Linked DNA regions of Mus musculus: regions 1, 3, 4 and 5 are each linked to region 2. A link is a contact called in public HiChIP or PLAC-seq and promoter capture Hi-C data. All regions are on one chromosome and are shown on one strand. The core of a region is the stretch at or near the end of the contact, and the rest is flanking DNA. Distances in the headings are between cores, read along the strand shown. Region 1 overlaps 2610035D17Rik (RIKEN cDNA 2610035D17 gene). Region 2 holds the start of D11Wsu47e (DNA segment, Chr 11, Wayne State University 47, expressed). Region 3 overlaps Gm39472 (a long non-coding RNA gene). Region 4 holds the start of 1700012H19Rik (RIKEN cDNA 1700012H19 gene). Region 5 overlaps Gm31724 (a long non-coding RNA gene).

Region 1 (5,236 bases), core at 334-2,833, 540 kb after region 2:
TTTGGAGAATTCTACTGAACAGAGCCTAGGGGAAACCTATATTGTGTCCTGGTTTCCTTGTGGCCAACTATGAATGTGAATCCTTGGGTCTCTGCTTCCCTGATGGCACAATGAAGAGGTTGACCAGATGGCCCTGTGGTTTTTTCATAGATATTGCTGGTTCCTACCAAGTTCAGCCCTTGTGTGTACCACCCCAGGCCTGTAGCAGAGTCTCTAGTGTAAGCCCTTGGGACCAGTTTCAATAAAGTGTTTAATACACAACCTTGCAGACTCTTGCAAACCTTTCTGGGTAACACTTACTTCATTGCACTTTTAAAAATGAATAAAAAAAGGGAGGGGGGAGAGAAAGAAAACTCTGCTTAGCAGGCTCAGCGTAATTGAGGTTGACAGATGTCACTCAGAATTTTATTATTTAAAGCCACAATGATTTTCCAAATAACCTAAAAATATATAATCCAACCTCAGAATAGTGTCCTGTAACAGAGGCAGGCAAGCCTGTAGGAAATGAAGTCATGATCTTGGCACCCCTCGAGTGCTGGTTCAATGGCTTTGAACACTTTTATGTTCTCGGAGAAATACATGAACATGGAGCCAGCCATATCCAGTTACTCAGCGGGGCTGCCAGGGCCTCGGAGAACCAGGGTGTCTTGGGTGTTTTTCCCTGGCTCCTCAGTCAGCACAACACCTCTTCTGGTTCCTGTAAGGAGATTTTTTTTCTTTATTCTATGAAGGCAGGTCTTGCCATGCAATGATGTGCACAGATTTTCAAGATTAAGTCTATAGGTGGGATTGCTGTATTCAGATCATCACCATCCCGCTAGGTGCCAGAGACTTCTAGAAGGAATCTAAGATGCATATGGTTTCTCCCATCGTCAATCCACATTTATTTCTTTAATCTGCATGTATTTTATTCCTCATAATTATTATACATTATTTGCATCAGTGACATGAATTCATAATCATTAACAATATACCAACCTGGCAAGAGATATTGTATTATCCAATAGATGTGGATATTGAGGCTCAGAGTTTGGAGTTTACCTAGTGTATAAGAGTGAGGAGATACCGGGATGGGGCTTTGGGTCTGGGTGAGGTAGATTGGAGTTTTAGAGCTGACATGCATTTCATCAATGGTAAATATTCTGAGCCCTGGGACACTGGTGGGGCCATGTCACCTTGCTTAGTTAGCTATTGTGTTACTTTGAGTTTTGTTTTTAGATAACAGGGTCGGGTCTTGCTGTGTACCTCAAGTTGCCTATGTGATTCCTCCCTTGAATATATAGCCCTCCCACCTCAGTCTACCAGTGTTGAGATTACAGGCCGGGGCCACGAAACCTAGCTCAAAGTCCGGCCCTCTAAGATGAGTCTCTGAGGTGGACACGTGGATCTGGTGGTCTGACAAGGCAGTTAGAAGCCAGGCTATGTTCCACGTGGCGGTACCTGGAAGAACCAGGCTGGAAGTTCGCTCACAGATGGGTGTCCCGGAAGCATCTCCGGGTGGCTTCCGAGCCGGAGGAGAGGCCACAGGGCTGCCAGCATGGGCCTGGCTGTATTTGGTTTTCTCTGACTGGATCTTTGTTTGCCTGCAGGCTTCGGCTGCCCAGGCTCTCGTGCCCTAGCTTCCTCTGCGCTGCATGAAGCGCTAGCCTGGTTAAGTAAACACTGCTAGAATATTACCTGTCTGTTAACCTGTCAAAATTGCTTTATAGCCCCTTTTATCTCTCTCCCCACCCCCACCCCCACCCCCACACAGAATTTCCCCAGAGTTCTCAGCACGCTCTCTGGTTCCTTTCCTTCCAGCCTTCCTCCAACCTACAAAGTGTCCCCACCCCCAGTCATTAAATATTGTCAGTTCTGCCACTGACGCCGCCTTGTTCGCCTGGTCCAGATAAATGGTTGTTGACTCTCTAATGCAGACCAAGGACACTGGGCTCCCAGCCTCATGAAAGTAGCCATGGTGCCTGCCAGGTGGGCCGAGGCCAGGGGGCTGCAGGGTGCGGGCTGCCTGAGCCCAGGAGGCCGCTCTAGCTCCTGGCCAGCAGCTGGCTGCTGGCGCCCTCCTTCCTTTCCTCCCGCCTGCCCCACCCTCTCTCTAAACATGACTGTATAAACTTGAGGGTCTTAGGGGAACGTCCAGTTCTGAGCCCAGTGGTCACAGAGCCCGAGCCCTGGCTCCATGCATACGTCTCATGCTTGATTGAACAAGGTCAGAGGCTCTTTAACAGAGAGTTGCTTCCTTTTTAGCTGTGGCAGAATGCATATAATATCAAATCAACAGTTTTAACCATTTTGCACAGTATAATTCAGCTGCAATAAGGACATTCACAGTATAGTATAGTTCTTACCACTGTCGCCTTTCTTAAGCTATAATTGCTATGCAAAAGTTGCATGTACTTGATAGACGCAATTTTGAAGGGTTTGGACATAGACACATACCATTCCAAAGGAAAGGGCACACCCATCAGGCCCTTGTCCCCATCCTCACCAGGTAGTCTGCCCCACCCATAGCAACCACCGCACTGTTCGTCTGTGCCATGCATGGATTTGCCACACAGCATCGCTGTGTGCCCTGTGTTCCTCTTACTGAGCAGGATAGCGTCAAGGTCCTGCCATCCATGTTTGCCTTCCAAAACCCAGGTCTTCCAAGGAACAGTGTGGCGACTGGTAGGAGCTGGTGGGTGACTCAACTTGTCTCTGGCAGCAGCTCCTTATTCCTGGCATGAGCTCCTGGTGTCACCGTCAATGGCTGAGTCGTCCCCCCCCCCACCTCCGTGTGTTCAGCGAGGTCATTCCTAATTTGCTGAAACGGCCAGGTCTCTCTTTTCCTTCTTCCCACAGTTACTGTCCTCCCAGGTTCTGTTTCCAAACCTGACATATCATGTGAAAGTCATGTATAACATTAGGGTGTGGGGTTGGAGTCCTGGCTCTACAGTCGCCTGGCTTTGTGATGTTGGTATCTCCACCCACAGAACAAGATGGGTGATCCACCTCCAGGGCCATGGTGAGTTCACTAACAGCAGTCAGTCACTGGGTCTGGTACCTGTGATATGGATATGTACAACCTACTGGCTATCAGTAAAATCTGGACTCAAGAAATTATCAGTATGGAACCCTCCACTTCTACCCTGTTGATGTTTGCCATGATTTTTGAGCGTTTGGAAAATTCTAGAAAGTTCATAGGACTTCAGCGTGTCTTTAAATTAGATGCACATTTGTAGTTTTCAGGACTCAGATCTGGGACAAAGAGGAAGTCTTGCTTCTACCCAAAACAGCAACTAAGTGGCCCTGTTTCTTCTTTCTTTTTTTTCTCATTTTTCTTTTGCCATCCTGTCTTTGGACTTTGTCCCAATCCACAGCCATTTTACATTCTCTCGTGTTTCAGTTTCACCAAGCTGACCTTGCAGGGCCATGGCCACAGGTGTATTAATCTTGGGTGACATGCAATGGGTTCCAGAAAGTAGAAAAGGATTCATAGGTCCCCCTGAGCCTCTTGCCCCTTTGTATGTTGGCAGAAAGCTAACTTTATGGACTCAAGTATGGTTCTGAGAAGTTGATTATTATGTTTATGCTGTTTATTGTTATATATTTATAATCTGATTAATCACGGTTGTTTATTTATCCTATGAGCTCACACTAAAGGCTGGGGAGACTTTGGTGGTCTTATGATGTCAGGTCCCATCTTGGCTCTCATGTGATTACGGAGTTGTGTAACCTCTTTGTTCATTTGGTTTCATGCCTGGGGATCATTGGCCCTTGGCCTGTGTGTCTTGTGGTGTAAAGGGAGGGGGTGGGCTGCCCTCTGGGTGGGGCCCACTGCCCAGCTGTGGCGCCCATTCTTGGCCAGTGTTCAGTGGCCTTTTGGTCAAGCATCTTCCTGGGGAAGGACCCAGAGGAGGTCAGTTATTGCCTTGCTTGGCTCTTTGAACTCACGTTTTGTATCCTAAAGGAGGGAGCTTTCATTTTTTTCTCAAATTTAAAAAAATAAGTGTCACATACTCAAAACAAAACGCTGTCCATTTCTTTCATAGCATCTCTGTGCCATTGTGAGTATAGATGTGTGTAGTTTTCATCAGAAAAGGGGATGCTGTGCACTTTATTTTCGAGTCAGAATTGGTGCTGTGTGGTGTATATACAGTAATAACCATCCTCAGTTGGTGTTTAGTGCAGTTTGACTTTTAGGGCAGGCTTTTCTGTCTAAGGTCCTCCTGAGAAGCAGGCTTGGAACACTGTGACTCTGAGTTCACAGCTGACTCCAGCCCAAACCTCTGATCACTGCCATTATTACAACCCTGGGACTCTTAAAGCAGCCACTGCCAGCACTGTGCTCAGGGGCTTCAGCACATGGGATGTCAACAGGTCTTGAACTGCAGCCGTTTCAAGCAAAATGAGAAGTAGCCTTGGTGACAGACACAGGTGAAGGACCCCTTTGCTTTCTGCTTTGGGGAAACTGAAGGAACACTGTTAGATCTTTGCCTGTGCATTTTAAGGGTGGTCATAGCTACAAGAGAGGCAAAAGGAGATCTAACATGCTTGCTCTTCCTTCCCAGAGCATATTCTTACAAGACCCTTGTGTGAACTGCACCGGGAAACAAGAAGGCGAATAAGTGGGCAGGGTCCTGAAGTGAGCTACCTGGCCTCAGCTCTGCTCAAATCTAGGTCCCCTCCCTCCTTCCTTCCCTCCCTCCATTTCCTCTCTTCTTCCCCTCCTTCTCTCTCCCTCCTCTCTCTCTCCCCTTCCTCTCTCCCTCTCTTTCTCTTCCCTCCTTCCTTCTCTCTCTCTCTCTCTTTCCCCCTCCCTCCTTCAGCCCTCTCTCCCTGTTTTTTTGTGTCATTCTCCCATTACCTGGGGTTGAATGTAGGGCTCACCATATGCCAGACAACCTCTCCTCACTTAGCTACTGCCCAGTTTCCATTTTCAGTCCCTGGGACAGGGTCACACTAAGTTCCCAGGTTGGCCTTGAATTCACTCCAGCCCAGAGAGACCTTGATCTTTTGATCTCTGTGCTACAGCGTCCTGAGCGTCCAGGACCCTTGGCCTGCACCACCAGTCCTGGTCTTACTCTCTAATTCTTGGGGTCACTGTGAGCCCTGGGCAAAGACTGTACCTTCTTTTCCAATCTCCAGGAGTCTCCCCTCAGGCTTTGGTGTAGGGAGTCCGGGCAGAGAGCTCTTCAGCGCCTTCCGGCTCACTGACTCCGTGATAAGGTTCCGATGGATGGATTGCATGTCAGGTTGC
Region 2 (5,255 bases), core at 1,795-4,294:
CAGCCAGAACTTGACTTTGTTATTTATGTCAAGTGGAGGCTACATGAGTTCAATAAAATTGTTAAAAAACAAAATTAAACAAAACCTTAAAGATTAAGAAAAAAAAAATCTACTTAGAGCCTTTAAAAGGGAGCACATAACTAGAGGCAAAGACATCTGGGAGAGTCCAGAGTGGATGTGAGCCTGGGTCATGTGGGAAGAGTAGGGGAGGGGAGAAGGCGGAGCCACAAGAGTGAAAGGCAGAGACAAAAGGGCCTGCCTTTCACAAAATAAATGGATTCCATGGGGAAGAGCAGCTGGGAGAAGCTCAGGCTAGGGGAAGGGGTATGCCAGCCATACCTTGTAACTGGTAGGGAATGAGGGATGCTAGGAAACAAGGAGGCCAGGTCCATTATGACACGTTAAATAGGCACCATTTGTCCTGGGTTTGAGACCTAACAATGACCACCTATAATTCTCCTTTTGGGGGAGTCTGGTGTCCTCTGACCTGCTGGGACACAGTGTGCACATATATAACAAACTCATGCAGGCACATAGACATACACTTAGTAAAAAGGTGAAAGGGGTCCACCAGGTGGGCATTCCTCCCTCAGAGCCCCTCCCATTTTCAGGAATTCTTCAATAAATCACACCCACTCTTCTTGACCCTGCTCTTTAAGGCTGGAACAAGGAAGTATGACATCCATGGGGGTGCAAAAACTGGTTTGAACGTTTCTAAAGTTACACAAGCGAGATTCACTGGGGTGTAAGGACTCAGGAGAACTCTTATCAGCTGGGGATGTGGCTCAGTCGACCTGGCAAGCACGAAGACCTGGGTTCCATCCCCAGCACTGCATAAAACCCGATACTGTGGTATGGTAGACATTCACAATTCCAGCACCCTGAAGTAGAGACAGGATGGCCAGGTCAGTAGACTAGCCTGAGATTTATGAGATCCTGTCTCCTAAATAAATAAATAAATAAAGGAGGGTTTCCCCTCATTCAGGAGAAATGAATCTGAATCTCTGCTCAGATTAATATAGCAACACACACACACACACACACACACACAAATAACAATGAGCCGGGCGTGGTGGTGCACGCCTTTAATCGCAGCACTCAGGAGGCAGAGGCAGGCGGATTTCTGAGTTCGAGGCCAGCCTGGTCTACAGAGTGAGTTCCAGGACAGCCAGGGCTATACAGAGAAACCCTGTCTCAAAAAGACAAAACAAAACAAAACAAAACCAATAAACAGATGGGTATGATCTCCATTTTTAAGTTATAAATTGTAATATAATTGATTATTCATATGTATATGGATATATAATCATAGGAGGATTTCTGAGTTCGAGGCCAGCCTGGTCTACAGAGTGAGTTCCAGGACAGAACCCTGTTTCAAAAAACCCCCCAAAAAAAACCAAAAAAAAAAAAAAGTACATTACACACTATATCTATCTCTTGTTATTCTCTGGAGTTGGGAAAGGAGAGGGTTGAATTACAAAGCTCGCCTGTGAGCTATTACTACATCTTTAAAATTCCAAAGGCCAGGAACCATCTCTCCTGGGGATGACTCCATTCTCAAAATCTACTACCACAAAGCATATTGTGTACCCCTGAATGCTCTGAGGAAGCTAAGGTGGTTTAATGGCAGCCTGGACTACACAGGGAGATTGTCTCTCCATCAATGCCCACGCAGACACACCTCTACCACTGACGCTGGTATGTGACATTTGTTGAACGAATAAACATGTTTACTATAACTATTTAATACCGTGACTGAAAATACCTCCTGGCCAGTAAATAGATTAAAAAAAATAAAAAACAAACAAACCCCCCAAACCCTGAGTCTGAAACCACTTTACAAGATAAAAATCCATTTGTTTAAAGCAACCATTACTTTATCGTTCATAAAAGGCACACCCAAACTGTTTCCCACCGAGTGCACCATAAGTCTTCTGTTAGTGAGAATGCACTGCCGCACTGAAGGGCACACGACAAAGACAATACATGGGCTTTCCAGTTTTTTTGTTTGTTTTGTTTTGGAGACAGGGTTTCTCTGTGTAGCCCTGGCTGTCCTGGAACTCACTCCGTAGACCAGGCTGGCCTTGACCTCAGAAATCCGCCTGCCTCTGCCTCCCAAGTGTTGGGATTAAAGGCGCGCGCCACCGCCGCCCGGTTGGACTTTCCAGTTTTAACGGTAGACTTTTTTGAGATGATGGGGTCTTACCTGGTAGCCTTGTCTTCCCTGGAACTCTCACTAGGTAGACCAGGATGGCCTTGAACTCACATAGATCAGCTTGCTCTGCCTCCTGAGTAGTGGGATTAAAAGGCGTGCATTACTACGCCAGACTCTACACCCTACACTTTAACAGGGGTTTCGTTTTCCTGCCTGACCTCTTGTCGACTCTCCTAAAGACCCCCATGCTTATGGATCACTGTTCACGTTTGGCAGAAACTCTGAATATCAGTTTGTGTAAGGTGGGGAGCTGATAGTACTGAGTCCTAGACAAAGAACTGGATTATGCTCCTGACAGAGAAAAGGGAATGCGTCTGACAACCAAAGTTAAGACTTCCCCAAGTCTTAGAGTACACGTATTCTGGTGGTGGTGGTGAGATCACATGGGAGACAAGGTCTCAAGTAGCCCAGGCTGGCTTCGAACTTGTTACACAGTCGAGGATGATTCTGACCTCCTGGTCTTGCAGCTTCTCCTCCCAAGAATGGGGATGACAGGTGTGCGCAACTCACGGCGGGCAGGGACCTCGCGATTCGCCACTGATCAAGCTCACCTCGCCAGCCGCGAGGCAGCTCCGTCCACACCGCCGCGTTCCCACGCCTGCCGGTCTCCCCCACACCTCTCGGTCCGGCCTCTTCCAGCAGGTGGGCGTGGCCCTTCCCGGTACGGAACTCCGTTATCCCGTTCGCCTGTTCCGCACTCCTCTCTTGACCTGCAACAAAGGTCGCGGAAAAATAGCCCAGCCCTTAGCTACTCCATGGAACGGGCTCCGCACCGTTCGGAGACGCGAAGTTCCACGCCGCACACTCTTAGAACCCGGAGCCCACCAACACCTTCCCAACCAGAGGACCCCTGAGCCTGTGGCCGTCCGCGTCTGTGCCTGATGGAGCTCGTCTGGTTCTTTTTAAAATTTTCACCTTAGAGAGGCTTAACGCAGAGACAAGTATCAATGATCGTCAAATAATGTAATTTATCTAAAATCTGGCTTGACTTTTACGTCGTGTCCTGTTTTGTTTTTGAACAGGCGGCTGCCCCGGACACCTAAACGGGGGTCCTGGAAGTTCCCGGTCAGTCTTCCCTCTGGGACCCGCCTCTTCCTGCGTGCGCGGTGATGGGAAAGCGCGGCCGGCGTCCCGCCTCCGCGCAGCCGCAGGAGGACAGTACCACGGCGCCTGCGACATGGGGAGGCGCGGAGGCGACACCGGAAGTGGCTGTGGTCCGGGTCGGCCCGAGGGGGACTCAGCGCCCGCAGCAACCACCCGCGCGGCGGCGGTCAGAGCTCAGACCCGTGCGGGTGGGCGTGGCGGGCGCCGGGACACAGCTCCGACTGTTCGCTGTCGGCGCGGGGCGGCGCCGCGTCGCTCGCCTTCACCAGCTGCCATGAGCGAGCGCCTCCGCCCCAGGTGAGGGAAGGGGGGAACCCGCTTTCTCCGCGGCCCCTCGGCCGAGGATGTGCGCTCTGGAGCCGAGGGGCGGACGGAGCCGGCGGGGTGGTGGTGCGAGGCTCTGGGCTGCGCTGCTCTGCGGTCGGAGGAGGCGGAGGGGAGAAGGTGGCGCCGCCTCTGACACTTGGACCCCGTGGGCAGCCAGGGAGGCGACGCTCTGGAATCCAGGGCTGCCCCTTCTCCGTCTTTTCCTTGTTTTCTTCGTCTTCTGCCCTTTCCGCTTCGGAATGAGGTTTGTTCGGCCCGACGAGACGGACGGTGTGGTCCTTCCTAAATTGAGGCGGGCGGTGGTGGTAGGGGGATGGGAGGGATGGCCGATCTGGAAGAGATGGCTCCCTTCGAGCGAGGCGCCTCGGAGAGGGGACGGGATGCTTCGGGGGCGGGGAGCTGCTGGCGCCCCAAGGTCAGGAGAAAGGCGGGGGTTGGGCTTAACCCCTGCAGCTGGGAGGGCTTAGGGCAGACCGCAGCGCTGTGCCCTCCCTCATCTGATGGACCCGGGTGGGTGGTGACCCACTCTCGGTTGTAGCATTAGCAGGCAGGATTCTAAACAGTTTGGATGAGGGGCCAGTTGGCTGGGAGCAGGGAGGTGGCTAACACCACGAGTTACTCTCAACCCTCACTAGGCGGGCGGCCCCTCGGGGCTTTAGGCCCGATCCAGATGAAGTTTCTTTTCTCCTTATTTTCCGTCTGGGAAGAAGTAAGTTGGGACGCCTTACCTCAGAATGAAGAAGGCTGGCTTTATTTCTTACTGGAAAGTCTCCTAATAAGATGCTTGACGATCTATCTACATCTACGCTAAGTTGTACTTTTTCATTTCTCTGGTGGAGAACAGAGAACGGATTTAGAGAGACTCATTTATTTATCTAAGTCTATTCAGGCTCGCGGCTCTTTATTCCGTAGTCGTCTCAGGCTTAAAGAAGGTGGATCGTAGGCTTGCTTTTTTATTTTCTCTCATAAATGATTTTACTTATTTTATTTTATGTGTATGAGTGGTTTGCCTGTGTATATGTATGTACATCACGACGTGCGTGTCTAGTGTCAACGTAGACTCAGAGGAGGGCTGGGAACAAAACCCCAGTCCTCTGTAGGACTAACAGGGGTCTTCCGTGGCTGGGCCATCTCCTCAGCCCTGAGTCTTGTTCCTTGCATTCTTTGGTTATGAATGTAATCATTGTTTTGCAAGGCTTCTCCCTGAAACAGTTATTTCATGGGACTGGGGTTCCCCAACATTCTGAGATGACTTGATCCAGTGGTGAGAATTTTAAGGTCCCTAGACTGAATTGAGTGACTGATTTTGGTTCTATAGTAATTGTAGTAGAAAGCCTGTACTTGTGTCAAAAAAAAAATGATCAAACTAAATTGGAAATTAGAAGGTGCTTGCCAGAATTATAATCTGGTCCATGGCATTAATGTACTCCAAAAGGTTTAATCTTACTGATTGTACAGATAGAATGAAGCCATAATCTTGCCAGTTATTAGAAATCATTGGAAGGTTCAAATTAGGTCAAGTTGGAATTATGGACCAGTTACAGTCACACCATTAGAGTTAGGGCTGTGACCTTTAGATGCAGCAAGCCTGAGCTGACTGCCATCTTTT
Region 3 (5,230 bases), core at 2,527-5,026, 820 kb before region 2:
CTTGTATTTACATAATGAGATATCTTGGGGATGAGACCCCCCAAAACTAACCATGAAATTTATTTATGTTTCCTATAAATCTTATGCATATAGCCCGAAGGTAATTTTATACAATATGCTTAGTGATTTTGTGCATGAAGTAAAGTTTCATGGTGTGGAATTTTCCACTTGTGTAGGCACAAAGGCACTCGAAAAGTTCGTGGTTGGGGAGCCTTTGGGATGCTGGATTTTTTAATTTAGGAGGCTCAGCTTGCATTGCATAGAAGGCCTCAGAATCTCTATAAACCAGTGTTCCCAAGAAACCAGCCACACAAGAGCCCCTGGAATACTTGTTTTTTTCTACTTGGCAGCAGTTAGGTGTTCTGTGGTATGGTCTGGCTACAAAAGGTCCCTCATAGCCTCATGCACCAGGGATTAAGCTGCCAGCTAATAGGCCTTTGGAGGAAGGGACAGGATTCCAAGGGCTCTGACATCATTCCCTGATGGATCCACAAGGTGATACTATTATCAGGAAGTCAGGAAAGGTAGGGAGCAGTTGGAGGAAGTGGGTCATTGGGGATGGGTGTGTCCGTGGGGCCATGCCTTGCTCTGATTCCCTTTCCTTTGCTTCCTATTCACTCACACACGAAGCACATGGAGCGTGAGAGATGGCTCAGTGAGTCCTCCCGAGGACCCAACACTGGTTCCCAGCACACACAACAAGAGGCTTACAACCACCCGTAACTCGAGCTCCGGAATCTGGCACCCTATTCTGGCCTTTGCGGGTACCACACACATGTGGCATGCACTGTCTCTCTCACATATACATTTTAAAATACCTTTTAAAGGTGAAATGAAAGAGAGGACAACTCCTACCCCATGCTCCTGCTACCGTGATGTTCTGTCCAAGGGTCTGGAGGCCAGTGATGACCAACTGGACCCTCTCAAACTGGGAGCCCAAGTAAGTCCCTGAGACAGGTGAGGTGGCTGGTGGGTAAAGTGCACGCTGCCGCCCGTGACCTCAGCTTGTCCCCTGAGCCTGCATGATGGAAAGAGAGAAGCAGCCCTCCCAAGCTGTGCTCCAGCCCCCACATGTGTGCAAGGGCAATCGCAATCCCACAAACAAATAAATGGGAAAAACACTCAAAAGGGAAACACGTCTTTTTTTGAGTTGTTTCTATGAGGGTATTGTGGTCGGTCTTTGTGGTTTGTGGTTTTAGTGTGTGTATGTGTGTGTGTGTAGTCACAGTGATAACATGAGTAACAACACACAGCCTGAGAACATTTCCCACATCAAGGATTGCCTCCTCTCCTGGGAGTGTGCCTGTGTTCAGGCACTTTGAATTGAAGTGTTTCTATGATGGTAATGCCCTGTGCTCTTTCTGCTTAGTTAACTGGCTGCACATACACACATACACACACACACACACACACACACACACACACGGCTCTTGATATAGAATCAAGGTTAGCAGTCAACTCTCACAATTTTATTTTTTACATTTGTGTATGTGGTGTGTGGTGTATATGGTGTGTGTGTAGTGTGTGTATGTGTTTATGTGTGTGTGTATGTATGTGTGTGTGTATATGTGTGTGTGTGGTGTGTGTGTGTGGTGTGTGTGTGTATGTGTGGTGTATGTGTGTGGGGTGTGTGTGTGTGCGTGCAGTGTGTGTATGGTGTGTGTGTGTGTGTGTATGTGTGGTGTGTGGGTGGTATGTGTGTGTGCGGTGTGTGTATATGTGTGTGTGTTTATGTATGTGTGTATATATGTGTGTGTGTAGGTCAGAGGACCGTGGGGTGGGGCTTGGTTTTCTTTTCCATGGATGGACTCAGCTGGTCAGGCTAGGAGCTAGCACTTTAGTCCACTGAGACATCCTGATGATCCCTAGCCTTAGACTCTTTTTGAGATAGGATCTCACTGTGTAGTTCCGGTTGTCCTAGAACTCACTCTGCAGACCAGACTGACCTTGAACTCACAGAGATCCACCTGAGAGTTCTACCTTCCAAGGACTGGAACTAAAGGCTTGAGCCAGCACACCCGACTTAGCCTCAGCCTCCTGAGTGTTGGGATTACAACAACTTTTAAAACAGAACAAAACTTCTCCCCTATTCTATTCACTTTATTGATTTGAAAGATTAAAAACAAGCAAAACAAGAAAACGAGATGCCTGCAACTAGAACTATTACATTTTCCATTCTGTTAGATGCCAAGAGCTATGGACCAAAGGGCCAGTATCTCCTCTCTTCCTTCCCTGCCTGGGTGATAAAGTCCCAGGGGACTTGCTTCCACCATCAGAGGGCCCTTCCTCTCATGCAGCTGTCTTTTGCTTTACCAAAGTGGGTAGGTCTGAAGATGGAGGCTGCCTAGAATACATGATGGGAGATGTGGGCACCCTGGAGCCACAGTGGACCCCTGGCATCGCCCATTTGCCAAGGGTGCCCAGCTGCTTCTGGCTGCTGGCATGCATTGCAAACTCCCCTCGCCCAGAACACTGTCAGGCTGACAAGCACTCCCAGCATCCTGAGGCTGAGGCCGGTCAGACCAGTTCACCATTTTTGGATGGGTCTGGAGTGCTCGACAATGTTTCCCTGGTCTCCAAAGCTGCTCTCTGTGCCCCAGAGAGCCATGGTTCCCGGCTACTGTCTCCTTCAGCTCTTGACGATTGCTTCGGTTCCAACAAGCTATGCCTGATTTGGAAGGTAAAAATCAAGAAACGAAGCTTAGGAAACCAGAACATTCATTTCACACTGCTACCCCAGAGTCCTAAAGGTTCCTTCTCACCGCTCTTTGGGCGATGGAGGCGGGGCGGGGCTTCCCCAAGACTCTGTCAGGTGGAATCAGAGAAGTCTTCGTGGTCAACCTCAGAGGACAGCACCGTTCACCACACATGACAGCAAAGAAGGACCTGTTCAAGACCTGCGTTTTGAGTGGCTTTGAGGGAGGAAAGGAAAGCAGATGGCATGAGAGAGGAAAGGAAGAAAGGAAGGAAATGAATGTAAAAGAAGCAAAAAGGAAGAGAAGAGAAAAGAAAGGAAGAGACAGGAAGGGAGGGAGGGACATAAGGCTTTGCTCTGCCAGCTTCTTTACACGCATCGGAGGAGTGAACCTTTGCTTCTGTTTGTAGATGATGGCACAGAGACTGAGAGAGGTTAACAACTTCTCTGCGGTCCTACAGCTGGGCAAAGGAGGAGCTGGTGTGCTCAGAGGCATCTGCATTCGCTATGACACCCTAGGGTGCAGGACCGCAGTGTGAGCCATGGTCCGGGTGAGAACCACTCAAGACAGCCCAGGATTCCCAGTGTGCTTCAGCCTCTGCTCAGTGCAGCTGCCCTCAGTGACCCCACCCCCCCACCCGCTCCGTGCAGGATCTGGCCTGGCTGGGATATGTAGATTACATGGTGCAGCAGCACTCCTGGCCTTGGAGATCTGGCTGAGACACAGCAGCAGGGCTAGCTGTGTGCATAGGATGGTGCTGGCTGGACACCATTGAACCAGCATGCTCTGGGGGCCAGTAGCAGTCCACGGGTTGTCTGCAGGGCTGGACTATGCAGCTGCCCCTATGCACCGGCTTTCCCTGCTCTTTCCTGAATGTCCTGATCCACATTCCTCCTCCATTCTGCCTCCTTCTGTAAAAGGTTGGCTGATCCCAGGGCAGAGGCAACATCTCAGTTGGAGTCCAAGATGGCCCAGCCTCTAAGGACAGTGGCTCTTTAATGCCCCTCTTTCTCTCCCACCTACAAGTCTCAGGAACAGCTACTCTCCCTGCGGGAGCTAGCAAGTCACATGACAGGTGCCATTGTGTGACTGACTCCAGCCCCACATTTCTGTCCACTGATGAGTCATCTCTGTGATGCTTCCAACTCTCTGTGGAGAAGCTGGTGAGCAGCTTGCTATGCTGTCACTGTGTCATCTCATGCTGCTAGAGGGAGGTGCATCATGTTTACTATGTTTACTGCAGAGATCAGGGCTTCTGGGCCTAGAGAGCAGGCAGGGTGGGCAGGTGGAGAGAGCAGGCAGGCTGGGCAGAGGTGGGGGAGCAGGCAGGTGGGGAGAGAGCAGGCAGAGGAGAGCACAAAGATAGCATCTTGTTGGAATTTACACAGACTGTCCTACTTGTGTGTGTATGCCACACGAGCCTGCCTGCTCTCTCCCCACTGCCCAGCTCCGCCTGCTCTCCCCCGACCTGCCCAGCCTGCCTGCTCTCTACCCACTGCCCAGCCTGCCTGCTCTCCCCCAACCTGCCCAGCCTGCCTGCTCTCTCCCCACTGCCCAGCCTGCCTGCTCTCCCCCGACCTGCCCAGCCTGCCTGCTCTCTAGGCCCAGATTAAGAACCTCAAGCATTGAACTGGTGTGCTTGCTGTTGCTGTGATAAAACACCATGACCTAAGCAAGTTCTAGAGAGAAGAGTTTATTTTGCCTCATGATTCCTGAGGAAGAGCCCTTAATGACCAGGAAACACAGCGCTCACCTTTCGGGGAAAGTCAATGTAGCAGGTTTGAAGCAGATGGCCACATTGTATCCACAGCTCTCTTCTTTTTACGTTGTCTAAGATCCAGCCCTGGGTGATCTTAGAATGGTGGCCCCTTCCTTTAGGGTGGGTCTCCTTGCTCCAATTAACCGGATCATGACAGGTCCTGGAAGGCATAGCCAGAGGCTAACTTACTCTAGATACTTTCTCCCAGGCATATCTGAAGACTTTTGTGATTCTTCATCCTGTCGAAATGAGAATCGTTATCGACCAACACTCATACCTAATGGCAAAGTTTCACTTATACAACTAGGCCAAATAAGTTCAACAGTAAAATAACAGTAAAAACCAATGAACATAATAATATATTTTGATAAGTTGTGTGAACATGCCTCTCTTAGTCAAAAGACTTTACTATGCTCTACCAAACCCACTTCTTGGGATGCTGTGAATGATATAGTGCCCGTGACTCAAAGTGATGGTGCTTGCATTGTGGGGTAGCAGTAGGCTTCTGCGTGAAGCTTACTTGAGCACAACACAGTGGCACTTCCACAGTGCGTCAGCGTAACAGCTGAGATGGCTGCTCAGTGATGATGGGAGGGTACCGTATACAGCGTGGATACCCTGAAAAGGGATGACTCTTGTGGCAGGCAAGATGGAGAAGGGCAGGGAGGGATTCTACCACGCCAATCAGACAGCACACGACTTCAAATTTATAAAGGGGAATCTTTCTGGAATTTTCCATTTCATATCTTTTTAAGTGTTTTTTTAATCAATTTAT
Region 4 (5,169 bases), core at 600-3,099, 860 kb after region 2:
ATGTCTGCAGATCTGTACAAAGCATGTATGTCCTGGTGTGAGCCTGTGACAGTGGAGGGGAGCGAGCTTTCAAAGGAAACAAAAGCTGATAAACATCTTGTGTGTACACTGGGGAATTCATACAGACTTTCCCCCTGTTCTGTCTCTGTGTCCCTTGCTCTTTTGTTGGGAGGCTTGAAGGAGCCATCTTGAATAGCGTGGCTAATAAACAAGCAGATCAGCCTGCCTCCCTGTCACTCAGCTGTCTTGACCAACCAATCACTATCAGATCTGATCAGGGTGGGAGGGCCAGGAAGGAGAACTTGTTTGGAATCAGCCTTGAAGGGGATGAAGGGAACAGCCATTGTCCTCCTGTCTATTTTGCTCTCTGGCCCTGCTTGGCAGCTTCATGCTTGGTGTCATTCTTTGACAGGGGAATCTCCTCTGACTAATGGGTCCTTTAAAGACTGGAAGGTCCCTGCTAGCATTAGGAGCCTCTCCTAGATCTTTAGAAGCTGTCCCTCTGTACTTTTAATATGCATGGTACCTCACCTATTGACTTCATAGAATGGATTGATTTACATATTGCTTTGCATGTGATTTGCATCACATTAGGTTATTCCTTCTTCCAATGAATATTTATCAGCAGTCACATACCATGGAAGATGCTATATAATGTGAACTTCGGAATAAGATGCAAAATCCTCTATGCCAAACCTTTGTCGCTTTTTACTCCCAGCCTCTAGCCTTTTTCCAGCATGCTAATCCATTTCCCCGCCTACTTTTTGGGGGGGACAATTTTTTATTTTTGTGGGGGGAGACAATTTCTTAATAAAAGATGATCTTGAGATAATGGCTGGTACCTGAGAAATCAGAAACACTGGCCCTTCAAGACATTTTCCCAGTAACATTGTGGACTTATTTAGGAGTTTCCTTTTAGATCCAACAGGAGTCTAGTGTCTGGCTTTCATGAGCCTTGGGAACACAGCAGAAGCAACCAGGACTTTATCCCTCTTAATGTTGAAGAAGTCAAAGTGGAGCTATGGATCTTAGGAAGAATGTTCCAAACATTATTTTACAGTTCCTCCTCCCCGAACCTCCACCTTAGACAAGCTTAAGCACAATTGGAAGCTACATGAGATTCGATGCAATGTCTATTTTCCAGATTCTGTTTTGTTCCAGGGCTCTGTTGCCTGAAGGAAGAGACACAGTGAAAAAGTTGCCTGCGAGAGCTCACAGTGTGTCTTCTCCATCCATATGTTACTCTCCTGTATCCATTTGAAGGTGCTGTCCTTGCCTGATGGCCGTGTTATGCCTGTAAGCTTGTACAATGCATCTGTCCTAATTGCTTCAGAGAATCCCCTACTGGCAGATCATGGACCCTGTAGGAGACGATGCCATTGTAGATGTCAGATTGGTCCTGATCTTGCTTTTGCAACAAATCCACTCAGGACGATGAATTGCAGGATCCAAAAGGATGACTAGCAAAGCCCTCTTCCAAATGGCAAGGCTAAGATCTGGCTCTCTCCTTCTCCTCATCACTCCATCTTGGAGTCCTTGGCCTCGAGTCACATGAACCGGAGTTTGCAAGCTGTTTCAGTGGTCCAGCTGCAATGTCACTTCGGCCCTTGTTCCAGGACTCTGTAACAGCACAGCACAATTGTAAGGAAGACTGGGAATTGGGGATAGGTTATGACCAAAATCCTACATACCTCACTGTGGGCCCCAGAGGAGTCATCTTCCATAGCCTTCATTACCTCCTCCACTGAAAAATGGGGATAATGCCCTCTAGACTGTAGGGCTCCTGTGTTAACACTGATAACAATAACACTGACAGAATGTTTAGAATCACCTAGGAAACAGCCTGTTGTCATGACCATGACCATGACCATGACCATGACCATGATGGAGTCTCTAGACTGGGTAAATTCGGGTGGGAAATCCCAATCTAAATATGGGCAGCACCATGGGCTGAAATCCTGGACACAATGAAAAAGAGAAACTACACACTGGGACCAGAAGATCCTGCCATCTAAGATCCTGCCACCCTAAGATCCTGCCATCTCGCCTTCCTCACCGTCACAGGTTGTCTCCCTCAAACCTGAGCCCAAAGAAACCTTTCTGAAGTTGCTTTTGTAAGATAACTTTCTCAGAGCAATGAGAAAATCATCCCATGCCATCTCGTGAGGGTCAAAGAGAATCTACTTCGGAAGGTACCCCTCAACACAGTGCCAGGCACAGACAGGAGCCACAGGAGTGCTCCCCGTTCCTCCTCCCTGCTAGTTTCTTGTTAAGCCCGTAGGGAAAGATGAGGCAGAACGGGTCACAGATGGTTTTAATTGGGTGATCCAGGATATGCAAAGATACCCTGTGGATTCCTGGCCTGTCTTCTCAAGACAAATTAGTACCATGTAACTGTTTGAAAAGAACAGGTTCTCCTAGTCCACTCTGTGTCCTTCCTAAGGTTTTGGGTCTGTGTCATAAGAATAAAGGACACTGCCTATGAACACTAGGATGCTGAATTTTAAAGCCATAGTAGTTGGCTGGATGGCTCTTGTGAGCTGCACAGAGAGAGGGGCAAGAGGCACGGCCTTCAGATTAGGAACCCCGTGCCAGGAGCTGACTCAGTGTGCCTTTGTTTATTGGGGAAGCTGGAGGTGGGTGGAGGTTGTGTGTACAGATGGGCTGTCTCTGACTCAAGTCTCTAAGGTTTGGGAAACACTCTTTGGAAAGGCTTGGCTGACACCTAGGCTGCACATGTCCTGTGACACAGACACAGACGGAGACACAGACACAACACATACAGAGACACAGACAGACACACACACACATACACTAAATAAATAAATGCAATAAAAAATAAGAAGAAAAACATACTATGTGCTACAAATAATACAAATTGAATGGTAGTGGTGGTGGTTTTAAAATTTAATTGTTGGAGATTAGCGAGATGGCTCCGTTTCAAAAAATACTTGCTCCTCTTCTGGAAGAGTTTGGACCTCAGCGCCTACATCAGATAGGGCTTTAAACAACTGCCAACTCCAGGTCCAGGTATCCTGATTCTCTCTGGCAGCATCCAGGGACACCTGCACACACGTGGGGCACCCCCACCACCACCCACACACACATAATTTTAAAAATCAAAATAAATCATCGAAAGAAAATTATCTTTGTGAGAGCTGGGTGTGGTGGCGCACACCTTTAAACCCAGCACTTGCAAGGCAGAGGCAGGGGAAGCTCTGAGTTTGAAGCCAGCCTGGTCTATAAGGTGAGTTTCAGGACAGCCAGATCTGTTACACAGAGAAAGCCTGATATATATATATATATATATATATATAACTAGAAAAAAAGGTATTTGATGGTACAGGGCTAGCTTTGTAAGGATGTTCCCCCTGACTTCTCTGCACTCCCTTCCTTGGCTACTGTCTTAGTCAGGGTTTCTATTCCTGCACAAACATCATGACCAAGAAGCAGTTGGGGAGGAAAGGGTTTATTCAGCTTACACTTCCATACTGCTGTTCATCACCAAGGAAGTCAGGACTGGAACTTAAACAGGTCAGGAAGCAGGAGCTGATGCAGAGGCCATGGAGGGATGTTCTTTACTGGCTTGCTTCCCCTGGCTTGCTCAGCCTGCTCTCTTACAGAACCAAGACTACCAGCCCAGAGATGGCACCACCCACAAGGGGCCTTTCCCCCTTGATCACTAATTGAGAAAATGCCTTACAGTTGGATCTCATGGAGGCATTTCCTCAACTGAAGCTCCTTTCTCTGTGGTAACTCCAGCTGTGTCAAGTTGACACAAAACCAGCCAGGACAGGTACTTACTGAGTTTTCATCCTTCTAGATACAGCACAGCATCAGCAGCTCTGGGCATCAATCAGCTCCACTCCAGACAAGAGGAGTAGAGAACTTCACGGCACCCATGCTCGGCATCCCCTTTTACCAGGACAACAAAAGTCCATTCTAAAACATGAACTAGGAAACAGCCTACAATTGATCTCAAGTGAAGCCAATAAAACCTAGCTTTAGTGTCAAGGTTGGAGTTTCTGAATCCCCTGCCTCTTTCTCTAATACATCTGGGAAATGGAAGAGATGTCTAAAGACAAGAGAAAAAAAAAACAAAAAAACACTATCCAATGTCCAGAGATGCATTTTGCTCTGTTTCAGGCAGTGTGAACTGCTCTGCCACAGCCAGCCACTACATATCTAAAGCCACCCATGTTGAGTTTGCCCAATTTCCAACTTGTGTCCTACAGCTCAGGGACTGATCAGGGCCCCTCAGGATCCAGCGCTGATGCAGTAGTGCCAAGGGCAGGTGTAGGTGGCTGGAAGGTCAATCTGACTAATTATGTTAGGGAATCAAAAGGGTAAAATCAGGTTCCCATGTAGAAATCAGAGTTAACCACACTGTCTAGGACTCGACCAGGTCTCGGCTAGGGGATTTCCACATCTGCTTTAACAGGTATGGGTGAAAACTGACTTCAGTGACTGATGTGTGGAGGAGGGGAAGTGGGTACAAAATCCCGCCCTGACAAGAAGTTAATCGTAACTGATGGCTGCTGGGGGGAGGAAAGCCAGGGTCCCCACACATTAATGGAGTGACACTGGGTATATTAACTCCATTCCAGCCAGGCAGTGGTGGTGCACACCTTTAATCTCAGCACTATGGGAGGCAGAGGCAGGTAGATTTCTGAGATTGAGGCCAGCCTGGTCTACAGAGTGAGTTCCAGGACAGCCAGGGCTACGCAGAGAAACCCTGTCTCGAAAACAAAACAAAACAAAACAAAACAAAACAAAACAAAACAAAACAAAATAAAAAAACCTCCACACCAGGGCAGGCCTGATCCGTAGGAGACTTGGCCAATGTGAATCTGACTATGTTTTTGTTTTTATTTTTTTGAGAGAGAATTTGAAGTTGGGTAGGTGGGCAGGTAAGGAAGAAATCTGGAAGGAGTTTAAGGGGGGCATGATCAAAATAAATTGTATAAAATTCTCAAAGAATAAATAAAAACTTTAAAAACCCTGTTTTGGGTCATTGCTTCATTCAGCTACTAAAACATTAGTTTTTTTTTTTTTTCTTCTCCCTTCTGTATTCTGTGATAATAGAAATGAAAGCTCAAGAATTGTAAAGAATCATTCAAAGATACCCAGTACAACTCTATTTTTTAAAAGTGACAACTTTTATTTTGT
Region 5 (5,730 bases), core at 1,264-3,763, 880 kb before region 2:
GTCCTGAAGAACGGTCACTTTTGCCTGGTTGGTGAGTTCTAGGCTAGTGGGAGGGGGTTAGGAGAAGAAGGAGTACTTGAGCAGACACTGAAGTTTGTTCTCTGGTCTCCATAAGTGTGAGAGCCCCCCAACACACACACACACACACACACACACACACACACACACACACACACACACACGTCCTAAGCAGGTGCATTAGTTACCTAAGCACTTGCTACATTCCCGGTTGGGCGATCCCAGGACCCCACCCCTCAAACATCCTCAGAGTTCTCCTAACTACTTTTGAATCCAAATCTCTAGTTCCTGGCTGCCTGCCCTGTGCCTGCAAGCAGACCCTTGCAGAAACCCAGCTCTCCTGGCTCAGCTGCAGCTGTAAAGGCAGGGCAGAGACACAGAAGAGGTGGGCTTCTCATCTTGTCTACTTTCACGAGTGCCTCCGGCTTTCTCCCACAGGGAGGGAACCGCCGTGCCTTTTGTTCTCTCCACACTACCACAAAAGGAGTAGTCTCATCCAGCTCACTTCTTGGCAAACAGCACCCCCCCCAAGGTCAGTGTCGCAGGCACATAGCTCTTGTGGTGGCCTGCTTGGCTTAGTGTCCTCCCACTGCCATCCTGAAATTATTATTATTTGTGGTGATCTGAATACGAATAGCCTTCATAGGCTCATGTGTTTGAATGCTTGGTCATCAGGGAGTGGTACTGCTTGAAAAGGATTAGGAGGCGTGGCCATGTTGGAGGATGTATGAGGTCATTAGGGGTGGGCTTTGAGGTTTCAAAATACCATGCCAAGCCCAGAATCTCTCTGGGCCACTGGGTCAGGATGTAGTTCTTGGGTACGTCTTCAGGACCTTGTCTGCCTGCCTGTTTGCCACCCTGCTCCCCATTATGATGATAATGGACTAAATCTCTGAAACTGTAAGCCAGCCCCAATGAAAGGATTTCTTTTATAAGAGTTGCCTTGGGAGCTGGGCGTGGTGGTGCACACCTTTAATTCCAGCACTCGGGAGGCAGAGGCAGGCGGATTTCTGAGTTCGAGGCCAGCCTGGTCTACAAAGTGAGTTCCAGGACAGCCAGGGCTAGCTACACAGAGAAACCCTGCTTGGGGGGGGGGGGGGGGGAAGTTGTCTTGGCCAAGGTGTCTCTTCAGAGATGTAAATCAGTGACTAAGACATTATTCCCCCACCCTCCAGCCCCCAGACAGTCTTACTATGTCCCTGGCTAGCTTAGGACTCTTTAGGTAGACTAGGCTGGCCTCAGTCCACTGCCTACTGAGAGCTGGAGATATAAGCAGGAGCTGTCATTCCTTTGGCTCACCCTGAAATTCTTTACCCTCTGAGGTAGGGTCTCATGTAGCCCAGGCTAGCCTTATTATACAAGATATACATCTGAGAATGAACTTGAACTTCTGATCTTCTTGTTTCTAGCTCCCTGGTGCCAGGGTTAGTTTCATGGATCCCCTAGGACATATGGGATTCTTAATAACACTTCTGAGCAAGGGTCTGCATTTACATTTTGTACTGGGGCACACAGCTGACCTGGTCACTCTGTTGGACAATGCTGCTTGCTCTCTGCTGAGTCTGTTTTACATCAAATAAATGTAGTTAGAAGAAGCCCAGTGGGGCTGGAGAGATGGCTCAGTGGTTAAGAGCCCTGACTGCTCTTAAAAAGGTCCTGAGTTGAGGTTGGGGATTTAGCTCAGTGGTAGAGCACTTGCCTAGCAAGCGCAAGGCCCTGGGTTCGGTCCTCAGCTCTGGAAAAAAAAAAAGGTCCTGAGTTCAAATCCCAGCAACCACATGGTGGCTCACAACCACCCACAATGAGATCTGACACCCTCTTCTGGTGCGTCTGAAGTCAGCTACAGCATACTTATGTATAATAATAAATAAATCTTAAAAAGAAGAAGAAGCAGAAGAAGAAGCAGAAGAAGAAGCAGAAGAAGAAGCAGAAGAAGCAGAAGAAGAAGCAGAAGAAGCAGAAGAAGCAGAAGAAGAAGCAGAAGAAGCAGAAGAAGCAGAAGAAGAAGCAGAAGCAGAAGCAGCAGCAGCAGCAACCCAGGGACTGCCTGAGGTCACACATGAAGCAGAACTGGGATTTTTTTTCCCCTTTGAAATAGAGTTTCTCTGTATAGTCCTGGCTGTCCTCGAACTTGCTCTGTAGATAAGGCTGGCCTTGAGCTCAGAGATCTGCTTGTCTTGCCTCCCCAGTGCTGGGATTAAAGGCGTGCCACTACCTCCTAGCATAAGAGCTGAGATTTGAACCTTCCACCTTCACAACTTCCTTCTTGTCCCAAGAATCAGGTAATCAAGAGCCGGCGAGGGAAATCTTTGCATTATTGCATAGACTCTGATTTTTTTTCTTCCCCTTTACCAAGCCAGTCACAGCTTCCTTCCTGGGGGCTGGAGTTTTCTCCTCCTGATTCAGGCTGCTGCTCTGATTGTCTTGGCCCAGCCTCCTGCTGTGCGGAGCTGGAATGCAGCTGCCTCGCCTCCCTGGAGATGGAGAGGACATGGCCTCTCTGTCTCCTTCCTTGCCCGTACCCCTCACCTGCTGCCATCGCTAGAAAGACCCTCGATCCCAGGCTGCGGCTCTGAGGCTCAGGCCCCAGTATGATGGATGGGGAAGGAAAATCCGGACGGGGCTTAATGCTTTTACCGGCTGCCTCTAATTTCATTTTGAAAGGAAGGAGAAGGAAAGGGGCATGGGAGGACAGGAGACATTTTCCCTGGTGGAGACAAGCCGGGAATCAAGATAAATGGACGCTTTTCTCTGGTCCTCGCTCTGACCACCAAGCTTGGGTTTTCTAGAACACAGTCTCCTGGTCACATCCCTGCCGGGTGCCCTGGGGTTAGCCATGGTGGCTGACTGGATGCCCTAGGATTCAGGGGTCAGAAGAGGCTTGCTGTCTTGACTGCCTTTGGTCCTAGCCTTGCTGGCCAACTCAGACACCCTGGAGACAGCTGCAGTTTCAGCTGAAGTTTGGGAAGCAGAGTAGCGGGTTTCATGGAGGTAGCTTGACTCTACACTTAAGCTCATTTGCTTACTTATTGTACCCGGCTCCCCACCCCCACCCTCTGCAGGTACCAGACTGAGCCAAACAAGAGAGGCTTGCTGCCCTGCAGTGTCTGTCATTTCCTGGCTGGATGACCTGCAGCAAGCTCCGTAACCTCTCATTTTCCTTTTGGGGACTCAGGGGGAAAAATCGCATCAGTTCTCAGCATACAGGAGAGCGACTGGCGTTTGTGTAGGTCAAGAGCCTTGCCCCAGATGTGACACACAGAAAGGACTCCTAATATACTTGTCATTGTCGATATTCGGCAAGGGCCAGTAGGTACCACACGAAATGGAGATGAGAAGATTGAAGGAGAATGGCGATCCAAGTTCGTATCCAGAAGAGAAATACCAAGGAGAGGTGTGATGGGTGGGGGTGGGGGAGGGGCGAGAGGGGGTGGAGGTAGGACTGGGCATAAGGAGGCCCCAGCCCCAGCCTTGGCAACATCCACTCTCAGCTGCAGGTTCACAGCTCCAGGGGGGACCCCACGCTCCTTCCTCCCTCGTTATTTAAAGTCGGAGGGGTGTGTAAATCAACCAAAATAATTCACGAGCATCATTAGCGACTCCAAGGCGGCATCTTTTACCGGCAGCATTAAATTAAAAACAGCGCAAAACTGCAGCTTTTTAAAACACATCAGCTCTGCTTCCTCCCTCCTGCCTGCTGTAATCCAAAGCTGCTGGGATCTAATGAAATGAAATTAGCATCTCCAATCCCCCTCTGGCTACCAGTGCCTTGAAAAAAACCCATCTCTTTCTGATGTGGAACCCTGAGGAGGTTGTGAGGACGGCAATAGGCCCCTCCCTCCTGTCCCTGCTCCCCGTGTTCTGGGACCACCCACCCGTCCTGCCTATCATTTTTATTCCCGCAGGAAGACCCAGGAGAAGCCTTGGACTCTGTTCCTTCCCCTTCTCTGCCTAGACCAGCTAATTGCCGTTTTCTGTGATGACCACCCACAGAGATCAAGTGGGTCCCAACCCGTTGCCCACAGTCCACCCGTGGAGATGGCCACTGTTAACTGACTCTGTGTCCTTCAGTCCCAGGAGTGGCTCCTACAGGCTAGTCTTCCTTTTAAGGCCACTGAGAGGCCCCTGTCATCCTCTACACAGCAGAGAACTCTTTGTTACTGGGGGGGGGGGGCACTTTGTATACTGTAACACGTTTCTCTCTCACCCCTTCCATGCAGCAATGCCCTGCCAGGTCCCCCATCCCCACAACAGGTCCCAAAGAAAAATAACTTGCTGCCAGCCAGATGTTGGGGGTGGGGTGTGTGTGTCTGTCTGGTACCTTTTTCCTTGGGGGGGGGGCACTCTTTTAACTCTGAATTCTTTCTTCCTTCTTTCTTCCCTTCCCTTCCCCCTGCCCCTCCCTCTCCTCCTTCTCCTCCTCTTCTTCCCCCTCTCCCTTCCCCTCCCCATTCCTCCTTCCATGTGGTTCAGGCTGACCCTCCAACTTGCAATCCCCCTGCTTCAGCTTCCTGAGTGGCTGGGACTGCAGGCAGAATCATCATCACACGTGGCTCTATGACTTTTCTAAAGCAAGGATCTGTCACTTCCGCCCTCCCTTCTCTAGATCTCAGAGTTGTATTATTATGTTTCCCTCTCACTGTCCACCCCCTGAGGATGTGTGTGTGTGCTCTTGAAAGACCCACAACGTGAAGACTCCCCCACGTTCTGACTCAGGAGAGGCGACACCCCAAAATTACCAACGAGAAACGGTCTTGCTGCAAATTGCAAGAGGATTTTTATTCAAGAGCGCTCTCGGGCCCACGGTCATACACCACGCAGGGGTAGAGGACTGTGGCGCCCCGAGTAGCTGATTAAGGGGGTATTTAAAGGAAGGAACCACAACTCAAGGAGGTGGGAAGGGCGTTGTTGGAAAATACCAAAAATACCAGTTAAGAGTCACAAGGAAGTACAAAGTCACAAGTGTCAGGTTATCTCTCAAGACAGTTTCTTTCTTTCTTTCTTTTTTTTTTTTTTAAAGATTTATTTATTTATTACATGTAAGTACACTGTAGCTGTCTTCAGACACACCAGAAGAGGGCGTCAGATTTCGTTACAGATGGTTGTGAGCCACCATGTGGTTGCTGGGATTTGAACTCTGGACCTTCGGAAGAGCAGTCGGGTGCTCTTACCCACTGAGCCATCTCACCAGCCCCCTCAAGACAGTTTCTAAGAGCCCCTAACAATCTAAGAGCCCCTAGCAATAGCACCTTTGCATAGTGGGTTCCAGCAATGGTCAGGGTGGGTCAGGGTGACTTTCTTTGAATGAACACTCTTTGAACCCAGGAAGCAGGTGGGTGGAGGAAGGAATGTCGCTATCTGTTTTATGATTAGCATACCTTGGAGCATTGAGTTTACTACTCTTTCACTCTCACTAACCAGTAAGGAGGGTTTGCAGGTAAATTCTCTCCCCACACCAGACTGTAATGCTTGTCTTATCCCAGGCATCCCCTGTGGTTGGTAGGAAACAGAGTTCTCATTGCTTAGCAAGACAGAGTTGCAGCTACTTCTGGAGCCATTTGTTCTGCCCCCTCCATGGCAAGCCTCCTGCCCTGCCCCGTCCGGCAGGTCTCTGCTCTCATATCTGTGATGTTCTGCTTGTTCTAATAAACCGCTCATGGGTAGGGCTGTACTTGGTGGCAGCGCACTTGTCTAGCATATGGGAAAGCCCCA

The links. Promoter capture Hi-C pulls out the DNA fragments that hold promoters and counts their contacts. HiChIP or PLAC-seq counts read pairs in DNA pulled down with a chosen protein or histone mark.
Region 1: a contact with region 2 is called in a promoter capture Hi-C map of liver, with 2.7 times the contacts expected there. The contact joins the enhancer-like site here to the promoter of D11Wsu47e in region 2. A contact is called at or near these places in 3 of 39 promoter capture datasets (hippocampal neurons and liver), 2 of 115 datasets of contacts at active chromatin or transcription factors (bone marrow-derived dendritic cells and bone marrow-derived macrophages) and 1 of 9 other capture datasets (pancreatic islet).
Region 3: a contact with region 2 is called in an H3K4me3 HiChIP or PLAC-seq map of the SCID.adh cell line, with 6 times the contacts expected there. The contact joins the enhancer-like site here to the promoter of D11Wsu47e in region 2. A contact is called at or near these places in 5 of 39 promoter capture datasets (embryonic stem cells, frontonasal cranial neural crest, hippocampal neurons and 2 more) and 5 of 115 datasets of contacts at active chromatin or transcription factors (the SCID.adh cell line, bone marrow-derived macrophages, embryonic stem cells and 2 more).
Region 4: a contact with region 2 is called in an H3K27ac HiChIP or PLAC-seq map of the NIH/3T3 cell line, with 4 times the contacts expected there. The contact joins the promoter of 1700012H19Rik here to the promoter of D11Wsu47e in region 2. A contact is called at or near these places in 1 of 39 promoter capture datasets (the 3T3-L1 cell line) and 4 of 115 datasets of contacts at active chromatin or transcription factors (the NIH/3T3 cell line, embryonic stem cells and pancreatic cancer cells).
Region 5: an H3K27ac HiChIP or PLAC-seq map of embryonic stem cells shows a contact between it and region 2, with 4 times the contacts expected there. The contact joins the enhancer-like site here to the promoter of D11Wsu47e in region 2. A contact is called at or near these places in 6 of 39 promoter capture datasets (cranial neural crest, embryonic stem cells, hippocampal neurons and 2 more), 4 of 115 datasets of contacts at active chromatin or transcription factors (bone marrow-derived macrophages, embryonic stem cells and large pre-B cells) and 1 of 9 other capture datasets (embryonic stem cells).

What each region holds. Positions count from the first base shown.
Region 1 is chr11:113,144,453-113,149,688 of GRCm38.p6, reverse strand. The region is part of intron 1 of 2610035D17Rik (RIKEN cDNA 2610035D17 gene); the gene reads left to right. The region is part of intron 1 of LOC115487747 (a long non-coding RNA gene); the gene reads left to right. Among named protein-coding and RNA genes, the nearest start is that of Gm39467, 13 kb to the right of the region's middle. Within about 2 kb of position 1,583, at least 32 of the 459 cell types and tissues checked have an H3K27ac peak or open chromatin away from gene starts, as enhancers often do. A contact at or near this core is called in liver and pancreatic islet, where this site is marked.
Region 2 is chr11:113,682,223-113,687,477 of GRCm38.p6, reverse strand. It overlaps D11Wsu47e (DNA segment, Chr 11, Wayne State University 47, expressed), which reads right to left and starts at 3,044. Exons shown (of 5, transcript NM_001361593.1): 1 at 2,767-3,044. It overlaps Fam104a (family with sequence similarity 104, member A), which reads left to right and starts at 3,327. Exons shown (of 3, transcript NM_138598.5): 1 at 3,327-3,616. The coding sequence starts at 3,393.
Region 3 is chr11:114,500,962-114,506,191 of GRCm38.p6, reverse strand. It overlaps Gm39472 (a long non-coding RNA gene), which reads right to left. Exons shown (of 3, transcript XR_880307.1): 2 at 4,450-4,694; 3 at 1,967-2,668. Among named protein-coding and RNA genes, the nearest start is that of Gm39472, 14 kb to the right of the region's middle. Within about 2 kb of position 3,776, at least 58 of the 459 cell types and tissues checked have an H3K27ac peak or open chromatin away from gene starts, as enhancers often do. A contact at or near this core is called in the SCID.adh cell line and trophoblast stem cells, where this site is marked.
Region 4 is chr11:112,821,808-112,826,976 of GRCm38.p6, reverse strand. It overlaps 1700012H19Rik (RIKEN cDNA 1700012H19 gene), which reads left to right and starts at 1,849. Exons shown (of 2, transcript NR_130164.1): 1 at 1,849-2,064; 2 at 3,824-4,012.
Region 5 is chr11:114,565,359-114,571,088 of GRCm38.p6, reverse strand. All of the region lies in intron 1 of Gm31724 (a long non-coding RNA gene), which reads left to right. Among named protein-coding and RNA genes, the nearest start is that of Gm31724, 43 kb to the left of the region's middle. Within about 2 kb of position 2,513, at least 33 of the 459 cell types and tissues checked have an H3K27ac peak or open chromatin away from gene starts, as enhancers often do. A contact at or near this core is called in bone marrow-derived macrophages and embryonic stem cells, where this site is marked.